4 separate regions of the Mus musculus genome follow, and regions 2, 3 and 4 are each linked to region 1. Evidence: chromatin contacts called from public HiChIP or PLAC-seq and promoter capture Hi-C data. All regions are on one chromosome and are shown on one strand. Each heading gives the region's core, a stretch centred on a gene start, on an enhancer-like site or on the middle of the called end of the contact. The rest is flanking DNA. Distances are from core to core; before and after follow the strand shown. Region 1 holds the start of Emc8 (ER membrane protein complex subunit 8). Region 2 holds the start of Crispld2 (cysteine-rich secretory protein LCCL domain containing 2). Region 3 overlaps Zcchc14 (zinc finger, CCHC domain containing 14). Region 4 has its middle 37 kb from the start of Gm33823.

Evidence for each region. Promoter capture Hi-C pulls out the DNA fragments that hold promoters and counts their contacts. HiChIP or PLAC-seq counts read pairs in DNA pulled down with a chosen protein or histone mark.
Region 2: a contact with region 1 is called in an H3K4me3 HiChIP or PLAC-seq map of fetal liver, with 4 times the contacts expected there. The contact joins the promoter of Crispld2 here to the promoter of Emc8 in region 1. A contact is called at or near these places in 1 of 39 promoter capture datasets (cranial neural crest) and 1 of 115 datasets of contacts at active chromatin or transcription factors (fetal liver).
Region 3: a contact with region 1 is called in an HNF4G HiChIP or PLAC-seq map of pancreatic cancer cells. The contact joins the enhancer-like site here to the promoter of Emc8 in region 1. A contact is called at or near these places in 4 of 39 promoter capture datasets (cranial neural crest, frontonasal cranial neural crest, hippocampal neurons and 1 more) and 4 of 115 datasets of contacts at active chromatin or transcription factors (astrocytes, large pre-B cells, pancreatic cancer cells and 1 more).
Region 4: a contact with region 1 is called in a promoter capture Hi-C map of pre-B cells, with 3 times the contacts expected there. The contact joins the enhancer-like site here to the promoter of Emc8 in region 1. A contact is called at or near these places in 3 of 39 promoter capture datasets (hippocampal neurons, liver and pre-B cells), 2 of 115 datasets of contacts at active chromatin or transcription factors (double positive thymocytes and large pre-B cells) and 1 of 9 other capture datasets (adipose tissue).

The regions. Positions count from the first base shown.
Region 1 is chr8:120,666,673-120,669,372 of GRCm38.p6, reverse strand. It overlaps Emc8 (ER membrane protein complex subunit 8), which reads left to right and starts at 1,286. Exons shown (of 5, transcript NM_010926.6): 1 at 1,286-1,616. The coding sequence starts at 1,395. It overlaps Gm27021 (predicted gene, 27021), which reads left to right and starts at 1,231. Exons shown (of 4, transcript NM_001308449.1): 1 at 1,231-1,616. The coding sequence starts at 1,395. It overlaps Cox4i1 (cytochrome c oxidase subunit 4I1), which reads right to left and starts at 1,148. Exons shown (of 5, transcript NM_009941.3): 1 at 1,018-1,148; 2 at 1-64. The coding sequence starts at 1,127.
Region 2 is chr8:119,991,072-119,993,771 of GRCm38.p6, reverse strand. It overlaps Crispld2 (cysteine-rich secretory protein LCCL domain containing 2), which reads right to left and starts at 1,334. Exons shown (of 15, transcript NM_001310635.1): 1 at 1,172-1,334.
Region 3 is chr8:121,630,558-121,633,257 of GRCm38.p6, reverse strand. All of the region lies in intron 1 of Zcchc14 (zinc finger, CCHC domain containing 14), which reads left to right. Among named protein-coding and RNA genes, the nearest start is that of Zcchc14, 20 kb to the left of the region's middle. Within about 2 kb of position 1,342, at least 94 of the 459 cell types and tissues checked have an H3K27ac peak or open chromatin away from gene starts, as enhancers often do. A contact at or near this core is called in astrocytes, liver and pancreatic cancer cells, where this site is marked.
Region 4 is chr8:121,299,879-121,302,578 of GRCm38.p6, reverse strand. No RefSeq gene overlaps it. Among named protein-coding and RNA genes, the nearest start is that of Gm33823, 37 kb to the right of the region's middle. Within about 2 kb of position 1,293, at least 82 of the 459 cell types and tissues checked have an H3K27ac peak or open chromatin away from gene starts, as enhancers often do. A contact at or near this core is called in double positive thymocytes and pre-B cells, where this site is marked.

The DNA.
Region 1 (2,700 bases), core at 37-2,536:
AAGGCACACCGAAGTAGAAATGGCTCTCTTGCCAATCAGGCTCAGCGCTCTGGAAGCCAACATTCTGAAAGACAAAAAAAAACCCTTATACCTCTTAACAATGACAGCAAACACCTTTTAGCCAAAGTCTTTTTGCGGCAAAACATTAAGGAAGTAAATGCAACTTATCCCCCGAAATGTTAAATGTTTTTTTTTTTTTTTTTTGGTAATGATTTCATCAACTTTTTAAGGCACGGACTGGCCTGAAAGCTTCCACTATTACCTTCCTCTACCTCGTAAGAGCCGGCATTACAGGCCAGAGGCATGCCCCCAGGATCCGGTTTTTATTACTGATGCGAAGGCACAGGGTGAACTTCCTTACATCAAGCCAAGGGCTGTAATATACATGGCTTTGGCCAATGACTATAAATCCGGCTTCTTAAAAAATTAACTAGAAAGACAAAAATGACTGAAACTGCTAGAACTAGATATATAGATAGATAGATAGATAGATAGATAGATAGCACGGTAGCACACCTCCTGCGACTGAGTTTTATTTTAAAAATTGACTTGTACAGAGACTGCGAAGGGCAAGCGGGAGGAGGCCGCCCAGGCTCAGGCCCTGGCCCGCTTCCCGTTCCTGCGTCCCGCAGGCGACCTGGATGACCCTGTCACCCGCCCCAGCGACCCGAGCCCCACGCCTCACTGTAGCACAACCCCTGAGATTCGATCCCCGAGAAAGAACGTCCGAGCCCGGGAAAAAAAAAATCAACGCCCGGGGCGGCAGAAACCGTAGCGTGACGTCAGGGCTCAGGTCGCTGTCCCTCGGGCCTGGCACAGCGGGAACGCCCGGTGCCCGGCAGGCCGGAGCGGGGACCCGAGACAACAGACCCGCTCGGGGAAGCGGGCGCCCCAAGGTCACCGAGCCGCTCAAGTCCCGGGTCCGGGGGCGTCTCGGAGGCACCGCTCCCGGCCCCGGCGCTCCAGGTCCTCGGGCCCCCGACCGTGCCACCCTCACCCGCCGTCCAAGGCCGTCACCTGCCACCGCTGCCCAGGCGACCGCCGCGACCGCCCTCTACACCCTGGGGTGCTCGCGACCGGAAGAACGGGGCCCGCAACCGGAAGACCAAGACGGAGCCGCGAAGCATCGCGGGAATCAGGGAAGCCCCGCCCCAAGCCCGTCCGTTTCAGAGCGCGGGGCGGGGCGGGGCGGGGCGGCGCGGCTCGGGGCAGGGCGGGGCAGGACGAGGCGGGGCGGGGCGGTAACTGTCGCGAAAGGCCGAGCGGGTAGCAGCTGCTTTCCGGCAGACGTTTTCCGGCCGACCGGCTGAGGCGGGAGGCCGCGGCCGGAGGTGCGAGAGCGTCACGGCGTGCAGCGGAGGGTCGTGGCGGAGGACCGCGGTGCGTGGGTCGCGATGCCCGGCGTGAAGCTGACTACGCAGGCCTACTGCAAGATGGTGCTCCACGGCGCCAAGTACCCGCACTGCGCCGTCAACGGGCTCCTGGTGGCCGAGAGGCAGAGGCCGCGCAAGGAGCATCCTCCCGGAGCGGGCAGCCACACGCTCTTCGTGGACTGCATCCCGCTCTTCCACGGCACGCTGGCTCTGACGCCCATGCTGGAGGTGGCGCTCACCCTGGTAAGCTCGCGGTCGAGGCCGCGGCGCGGGGTTCCGGGCCGGGCGGAGTCGGGCGCCCTTCGCGGGACGCTGCGGCTGCTCCCGGGGAGCTCTCGAGGTTTTGTAAGATGACCGAGAAACTCGAATGTGTGGTGGACGTCCTTAAAACCAGCACTCGAGATGGGGAGGCAAGAGTTCGAGGCCAGCCTGGTCTACATTAGTGAGATCTGGGATAGGTAACGTTTAAAGTTTAAACTTAATGTGTTTGTGAGGCCACAAAGAAAAAAATGCCTATAGCATGTAAATCTCTAGTTTTACAGAGGTTTTTTTGTTTGTTTGTTTGTTTTTGTATTTTGTGGGTCCACTTGCCGATTTTTTTGCCCCAGACTTGCTGTTTTAGCAAGATTATAGGTTATAATACGGACTGCTGTTTCTGCGCTTGTAATCAAACTCGGTTTCTCTGCTTAAGAGACATTTGCAAGACCCGGAATTCTAACTCTGCGGTTTGCCTTTATAAAGCCCTGGACTGATATGGTCAGGCGCTGCTTACTACATCTTGGAAGCGCTCTCAGGTGCAGTCCTGACGCACCTGAGAAACAGATCAGACCCGTAACCACCCAGTCTCCCCACAGCCTCATTTACATCTCAGAATGAGCTCTGAAGTTAAAAATCTGAGCTGGCCTAGGAGGGAATGCTAATCCTGTCTCCCCCTCTCCCACCAAAATGACTGCATTGAATCGGAGACTTGCTTTGAATGTAGCCCCCCATGCTAGCCTGGCACTCCCAGCACTTCCTGCTCTAGATTCCTGAGAACTGGGATTACCGACGCGACTCGCATTCCTTGATTTCTGTTTCTTTTGTTTTCTGGGGGAGAGGGTTAGGGTTTCACTCTTGTGGCCTTGCCGAGTTTGGGACTCTTCTGTAGACCAGGCTGGCGTCCTACACACAGACCAGCCTGCCTCCATCTCCTGAGGCTAGGTCTAAAGGTGTGCACTACCACCACACCTTGCTCATCCATTATTTAATTTACATTAAAACACCAGAGGTAATTTCCAGCAAACTACAAGAGCCTACAGGCAAATCGGCACGTTTACTGGGCACATTT
Region 2 (2,700 bases), core at 85-2,584, 680 kb after region 1:
GCAGCGTGGTCCAGCCTTGTTCTGCAGGGCTGTCAGACTCCAGACCTGATGTGCGGAGTGTAAGATCATCTGGAGAAGGCAGGACTACCCTACTTCCTCAGGGCAAGGAGCCCAGGTCTAACAGTGGACATTTCCAGCCCCGCTCTTGGCTCCAGGAAAGCCAGGCATCCAGACAGCCTCTCACACGGGCTTAGTCACCGTAGCAACTCACCTTTCCCTGGAAAGAGGGCCAGTTCAAATTGCACTGCAGCAACAGGCATCTGGCACCAAGTCTATACCCCAAAGGAGCTGATCTTGGCTTTCCTCATCTGGGGCCAATACTCCTGACAGGAGGACTTAATTCAAGATGCCCACTTTAGGAAAAGACCCTGTCATGTGTTCCCTAAAACAGTCTCTAGAAGAGTTGCTATAATCCCGACAACTCAGGAAACTGAGACAGAAGGATTCCTATGGGCCAGAGTCCAGACTGTGCTACACCTGGACACGTCCCTGGGAAGCCTTGGAGGCAGTCGGAGGTGGCTTCCAGACCTGTCTCTGCTGTAGTCCAGCTCACTTTACCTCTCTGACCCTCCATATTTTATCTGAAATAGGGTTAGGAGACCCCCTCACCACAAGCCTGTTGCCAATGGAAAAGGGGTGTGGCTCTGTCATTTGGAACCAAAGGCACTTACCTGCCCCTGTGATCACCTGAACCTTACCCTCACAGAGTGAAAGACCCCTCTAACGCAACCAAGCCATCATCGAGCCAGTTATCGACGCCCACTGACAACACACTACCGCCCCAAATGGTGGCAAATTGCCTTGGGTGGGCAAAAGAGCGCGCCTCAGTGAAGCGCGAAGCAGCTTCGTGCAGCCAGGCTAGGGATCCCAGCTCCAACGGCTTCCTAACCGCGAGTCAGTCCCGGGCAAAAAGCTTCGTAGTTGAGCCTCAATTTCTTCATCTGAAAAGGATCTTGCAGGTAAGGGCTCTGCAGAACGGCGGCACACAGCCCTGAACAGCCCTGAAGCACCGCGTCTGCCTTAGTCAGGGCAAGAGAGTCGAAAAAGGACAGAAAGAGGAGACATTGCAGCCGAAGCAGTGAGGTGGCTAAGAGTTCGAGAACAGCGTAGGCTACGCGACAAGACCTGTTCTCCTACAGACAAAAGAACAGCGGGACCGAGTCCCTCTCACCTGTGCGGAACTCTGGCCTCAACCTGGGGAGCGCTGGGCAAGCAAGTTGCAGATCTGGAACCTTGCGGATGCTGGGCGCTCTGAGTGGGTCCAGGACTTGAGCGCGGCCCCTAGTAGCTTCTTAGAGCATCCTGAGCCACGCCCCCCAAGTCCACAGGCAGCGCTGATTGGGCTGCGAGGCGCCGGCCCCGCCTCCTGTTTTCGGGAGGGTGGAGGCACTGAGGACCACGATGCGCAAGGAGCGCGCGGCCCCTAGCCGTGACCATAAAAGTAGTTTTCATTGAGCTCTTTCTGCGTGCGGCAGGCTGGGCACCCCCAGACAGTCCGTGGCCTGTGGACCCCACCCGGTTCTACTACTCAAGTGAAGGACAGGACAAAAGACCACCGGGAAGCACGTGCTGAGCCGGGGTGTGCGCATTTATCCGCCACGACCTATTCCCAAACTAGGAGGATCTCGGGGGTTCCCAGCAATTTAGGGAGGAGGCTATGTCCCACTTCTGTGGAGAGATTATCCCGCCTCCTCAAGAACCCCAGGGTGAGGTTCCAGTAAGCTTAGTACCACGTGCCCCAGGGCATTTGGCGTCTACCTGGAGCAAATAACCCGAGGTTAGAATCCGGGAAATTACTTTAGGTAAAGGTTGACACCCAAACCCTTAAGGGCAAGTGAGGGAATGAGCGGGAAGAGCTAAGAGATCCCCCAGAACACTCTCAGTCACTTAAAGTGGGACTGGAGAAGACCACCCATCCAAAGAGGCACCTCCCACTAACACCTCCACAAATACTACCAGGAGCAGGTACAGCCGAGCCCGCTGGGGTTCCTCGTGACATGTTGGGGAACCTGGATTACAACCAGAGATCTTTACCCAAGTCCTTGACGCAGCACTGCGCAGATAAAGATTCAGATATGTTAATATTTTTCATTTTAAATCCCGTCCTTAATGCTCAGTTTTGGAAGCATCCATCATCAAGCGACCTGCACTCACTTGCTACACCCTAAGCTGTCTTCCAAGTACCAGAGGAGTCAGTGCTGATTAACAGGGCTGATTAGCAGCCCTGGGGGTGACCCAGGACAAGGCCAGTGAGGGTGGGCCCTGTGCTCCATGTGCCATTCTCTGGTGCTGACGATCTGGCCTGACCACCCTCAGACGCCAGCATCCCTATTCTCCTCAGTGAAGGGACTGACCAACACAGAGATTCCTGCACGCATCTCTGAGTCACAGGTCTCCAAAGTGCACGTGCCCACTCTGTTGCCAGTGTCCGTGACCATTAAGCCTTGAATGCAAAACAGGATAAACTGGGTCCTGTTACCCACCCAGGAACGGGAAGTGATGAGGAACAGGGCTTTTCTGGGACCCAGCATTTGGGCAGGAGTGGCTTGTCAGTAATAGAAGTCCCAGGCTCTGAGTGGCCCCACCACACCGCCCTGCTGACGCTTTTCATGACAACCTTGCAAAGCTCCTTGATGGCTCCGTGGGACTCTTAGACACCCCTCCCCACCGAAGCATTCTACATGCCTATCATCATCAGGT
Region 3 (2,700 bases), core at 93-2,592, 960 kb before region 1:
TGGCCATGAAACCACATGACCCCCATGACTTACCTGGAAGGGATACATGTCCATTTGGGCTGATTGTCCACATGGCCTGGGGTTTCTGCTCATGTCCCTCCTTATAGGGCAGGCCTTTGGTCTGACCCAGGCATAATCCTTTATTTTGAAATGTCACAGTATCAGAAATGCAGAATTTTAGGGTCTACCTTAGACCTGAGTCATGGTCCTGGGATCAAGTATAGGCCTTGCATGTTCTAGGTGAGGCTCTTGAGTGCACTGGGGATACTCTGCCCCTTTTTACTTGTTGAGACAGGCTGTAACTAAGTCACCAAGACTGGTCTTGCACTTAGTCTCTATCTTGAACTGGCCCTGAGCCAGCCATCCTCTTGTAGTCTCCTGATTATCTGAAGCTACATGCCTGTGCCCCGAGGTGAGACCTAAAGGTCTTCACATACTAGGCCTGGACACACCACTCTTATCTACATACCTAGAAGGCGTGCATCAAGACCTGGGCTCTGCTGCTTGGGACCAGGCACCTAAACTGCACTCCAGCAAGGCACTCCTGAACGGGCAGCGGCACTGGAGGTCACATGAGCTTTCCTGTGGCCCTCAGGAGGGAGGAGGATGTCCTGGTCTTGGAGCAGGTGCTGAGCATCAGATCTGCCTGTAGCCATGGCCTGTTGGCACCCAAGCAGAGCAGCTGAGATCCTAGTGATGCCAGCCGGGCAAGATGGGGAGTACAGAGCACCACCTGAAAATCAGTGCCACTGGGGCCATAGGAACTCAGGCTGTAGCTGAATGTCCTACAGATGCCTGCCTAGTGTCTAAATGGAAGGCATTGTTGTGTTAGCAGCGGATCCCTCAATGAACAACAGCCCATAGAGATGAGGCACTGAATGTGTGTCTGCTGGGCTGCGGTGAGGAGTAGGGCTAAGTAAATGGGCTGAGGTGCCTGCCTGGGCTGGTGGTTTTAGCCATGATGATGAAAGGGCAGTTAGCCAGGCAGCAGAACCTCTGACCATTCCGTGAGAGTAAAGGAAGGTGCTTTGCTCGGAGAGGATTTGAACTAACAGGAAGATCTGGGGAAGGGGGTACCTTGGCTTAGTCTCCAGGCCTTGCACAGGATGGGAGGGGGACATGTGCACATGGGGCCATTGAAACTCTGAAGTGAGTCAGAGAGCATCTGAGTCAAACTGCCGGCCGGTCATGTGGATAAATTAACCTCACCAAAAATAACCTAAAACAGCGTTTCTGAGACTTGCAGTTGAAGACAGCGTCCAGTGTAAACAGAAGAGCAAGAGGTGAGAGGAGGAAGGCCAGCCAGCCAGACGGCAGACTGACAGGCGCGCTTGGCCTGGAGTCATCACTTTTAAAGCATTTTTTCCCTGCCTGTGTTTTCATCAGGCTGCTCACAGCTTTGCCCTGACCTAGACCTGGCCAGTTGCTGGCCTGGGGACAGCAGCCTCAGCTCTGGGCTGACTCTACATGGACACAGGAAGTGCTTCCTGTTGTTGTCCCCAGGGGGCATGCTGATGCTTTGTGAAGTGGTCCTGATCTCAGCCTGGGTCTCAGTAGCGGGTCCCACACCAGGACAAGCCCCTGTTGTCGCACACCCCTACCCTGTCTTCATCTGTAGGCTTGGGGTAGGGAGCTGGGTTTGCTTGTGGCTCTCTGGTGATAGGGGTGCTGGTCTCCTGTGACTGTCAGCACACCCCTGGCCTCCTCTTGGAACCAGGATGTAGGGTCAGGAGCTGTGGGAGTCAAGCAACCATGATGGGCTGTTGCTGGCTCATGGCCATGTACTGAAAAGCTGTACCTGAGCTGCTCACACAGTGGGATATGAAACTTGTCTCCTGAAAAGGGTGTGTCTTGTCTGCAGCTGTGTCACCCAGGCTGGTTTGGAATTCAAGGCCCTTCCGTTCTGACTTCCAGGTGCCAGGGATCATGGGCATATGTGAAATAGTAGCTTTATAAACTTAAGTGCTCTCTGATGTCTTCTTTAACTTTATTTAGTATCATGTGTGCACATGGTGTGGGTACATCTCTGTCCTAACAGTATGCATGTGGGAGGCAGAAGGCAGCCCTGGGGAGGAGGTCCTCCTATCTTCTTACTTCGTTTTCAGGGATTGAACTCAGAGTTGTAAGTCAAATGTCTTTATTCACTGAGCCATTTTGCCCAGCCCTCTTTACTGACTTCTTTCCCTCCTTGCTTGCCTACCCGCCCGCCTTCCTGAGACGGAATTTCATACAGCCCAGCTTGGCATTGAACTTACTATATAACCAAGGGGAACTCTGAATCTTGATCTCTCTGTCTCTACCTCCTGGGTGCTAGGATTGCAGGTTTGCTCCACCCTGCCTCTGTTTTATGGAGTGTTGGGCATCAGACCTAGGATGTCGTGTGTGCTCGGTAAGCACTGCCAACACTCCCAGGCCCAACTTAAACTTCCTGGTAACTTCTTGGTGAAGCTGGCCATCGTGAGCTGCCTTTGTAAAGTGAGTGAGCGAGCGACTGGGATTTCTTTTCTTGAGTTTAGTTGGAGTTCACAGAGACAGACTGGCGGGTGGCACGTTGCTCATAGGCATCTGTGGTGCTCCACGGAACACCGGGATGCAGAGTGAGCCTTTTGTGGTGGTGGTGGTGTTGTTGTTGTCGTCGTCAGGATAGGGTCTCTTTATATAGCCCTGCCTGGCCTGGAACTCACAAAGGAGGTCAGACTG
Region 4 (2,700 bases), core at 44-2,543, 630 kb before region 1:
GACAAGCCAGAGCTCCAGTTGCAATCTGATTTCCAGCCCTGACTTCAGGGCATTTTTAACTAGAAGCAAAAGACAGATGAGGGAGCCCAGACCCCTGCTGTGGAACTCCGTGTGAACTCACCCTAGTGGGCTGGGGTCAAACTCTGGGCAGTGGATTGGCTCATTAAACAAATGACCTAATTTAGTGCTTAAGACACTTGAAATTTACTGTACTAATTTGTCAAGTCGTCCAGAACAGCCCAGCCACCAATGGAGATCCCAGTTGGTTTTAGTGGAATTATGGGCAAAATTCAGATCGTCGACTTAGGGAAAGGTTAAGTTGAAGCAGAAGTGAGAATCCTGTCTGCAGAGGGCTGGAGAGACTTTTATGGGCTCGGATAAATCTTCCGGCCAAACTTTCATCTTCTCCTTTCCATTTTTAGCACCTCTCAGGGAGAATGGTTTATGGAACTGGAGAACAGGAAGCAGGAAGTAGGAAACAGGAAGTGGGAAGGTTCTATTCTGGATGTGGTCAGGATAAGGTGGTATCCTTGGTGAGGGTCTGCGAGGAGGAGATTGTTCTGGTCAGTGGCCATGAGCAGGGGCTGGGGTTCACCAGAGGACGTTTGTCATTGTAAATGGTCACTCAGCATCAAAGTGTAACCGCAGACGTCGAAAAAAAGGTCACGCAGTGTGCAGTCACCACAGAAGTGCCTTCTCTTCCTCGTATCTGACAGTCTGACCCTCGGCTATGGGGCCTTTTCCTCTCACCGAGGTGATGCCGAGCCTCCTGCTGCAGAGCAATCGGAGAGAAGCCTGTCTGGATGTGTTTATTCCACTTTCCAAGAACCACAGAGGGAGCGATTACCGCAGGCTGCTTTCTCGGGGCTCCCTCAACCCCATCATCTGGACAGCTGTCTGTTTACACAGCAAGGGCTGCACAGTTCCCCCATTTAAAGACCCATCTGGTCCTTCCATCAGCCTAAGCCGTAACCTGGAGGAGTGAACGCAGGCACTGGGGAAGGGCGTGGGGGCGGGGAGGGCATGGGCGGGGACAGAGACTGCGAGGAGGAGCATGTTTATCCCCGCATCTGCATTAATGCTTCCTAGAGTTTATTTTCAAAGTGTAAGATGGAACAATACCTCGCAGGCTGTCAAACCCAAACACGGGCTGGTTTAACTTGGGGCTACGGTCCTTCCAGTATTTTTCTCCTGGTTTGAAGGATCCACTTGAGAGAGGGGGGAGGTAGGGAAGGCAGGGCAGGGAGGGGGCCGGGGAGCTGCTCTGAACCCTCCTTGGGGTCTGGCCTGCCCCTGCGGGCCACTGCTGCTTGTCATATGGAATGGATTAGGCCTCCTCTCTCACACTGTCAACTTGGGTGTTCCGCACGCAGGCAGGCTGTTTTTGCTGGGGTCTCAGTTTTGCATTTTATAACGGCAGGAAGTGCCCCCTCTCCGACCACATGTGAGATCGTGTGGGAACAGCGGAGGGGGCAGGGCTGAGGGGTGAGCTGGGTGTGGGATCTGAACAATCTCCCTCAAGGAGCTGGCCCGTGTGGGTGGAAGCGGGAGGGAGATACGTACTGGCCAATTTAACTTTATGGAGTCTGGTTGGCAGGAGATGGGGGGAGCTTCCTTGATGAAACGGGCCTGTCCCTAATAGAACTGCCCCTCATGTTTTACGGTCCCACGCGGGGCCCGGGGAGGGACCGATGGAGCATGAGGGATCACAGCTGCTGTTTAATTTGTTCTGAATTTCCTGCAGGCCTCACCAGACATGTACAGGAAATGGGCGGTAAATGTTTAATAGGTCATACCTAACCCGGCCATTAACAGGTGCTGCGGCTTAGAAAGCCCCAACCCGTGTGTGCACCGCGCCCCCTCTGCCTGCCCCCTCTTCTGTTTTGTACTGCAGCCCGGTGTGGGGTTGTGGTCCAGCACACCCCCAACCCAGAGACTACCTAGAATAAAGCTTAAGAGGGGCTTAGGACAGCACCACGGGGAGTCTGGGTGTCAATCGTTGCCAGCCTTGGCTGGCTGTATTCCTGTGGTCATCTCACCTCCTTCTGTGGACTGAGTCCCGTATTCAAACAGCACATGGGCTTGGGATCTGCTCCGGGCTGCAAGCTTCACGAGGAGGAATTTCTGTGCCAGTTCACTCTCTCAGCAGGTGACAGGCAAGAAAGGAAACCAGGACCCTCAGGAGAGTCAGGAGGCCACCAAGGCTAAGGGAAAGAAAGGAGCTTGTATGTGCTGAGTCTGGGTGGGTTTGGTGTCCCCAGAGCCCCGAGCTCTCCCTCCTCACACTCTTAACACACTCTGGGCACGACATTAGCTTCGTGCCGTTCCCCAGGGAGGACATCTGGGGAAGCTGGAGCACTACCAGGCCTGGACTGGGTCTTGGGCTCCAGCACAAGTCTGTGAGGGAGCTGGGATCTGAACTTGGGATTCTGAGGACAGAGCCAACCTGTGTCTGACAGGTTTACCCAAGCTGAAAGATAAGGTAACTAAATAGAGACACAGGGAACTTGACCACCCTCCCCCATCAAAAGATGTCACCTGCCACTTCTGCCACAGGCCTGTTAAGATGATGGAATAGCTTCTTCTCAACTTGTGTGTGGAAATTTTTTTCTTATAAAATTACTATTACTGTTCTCTCTCCCTTCCTCCTTCCGTGTGTGTGTGTGTGTGTGTGTGTGTGTGTGTGTGTGTGTGTGTTAT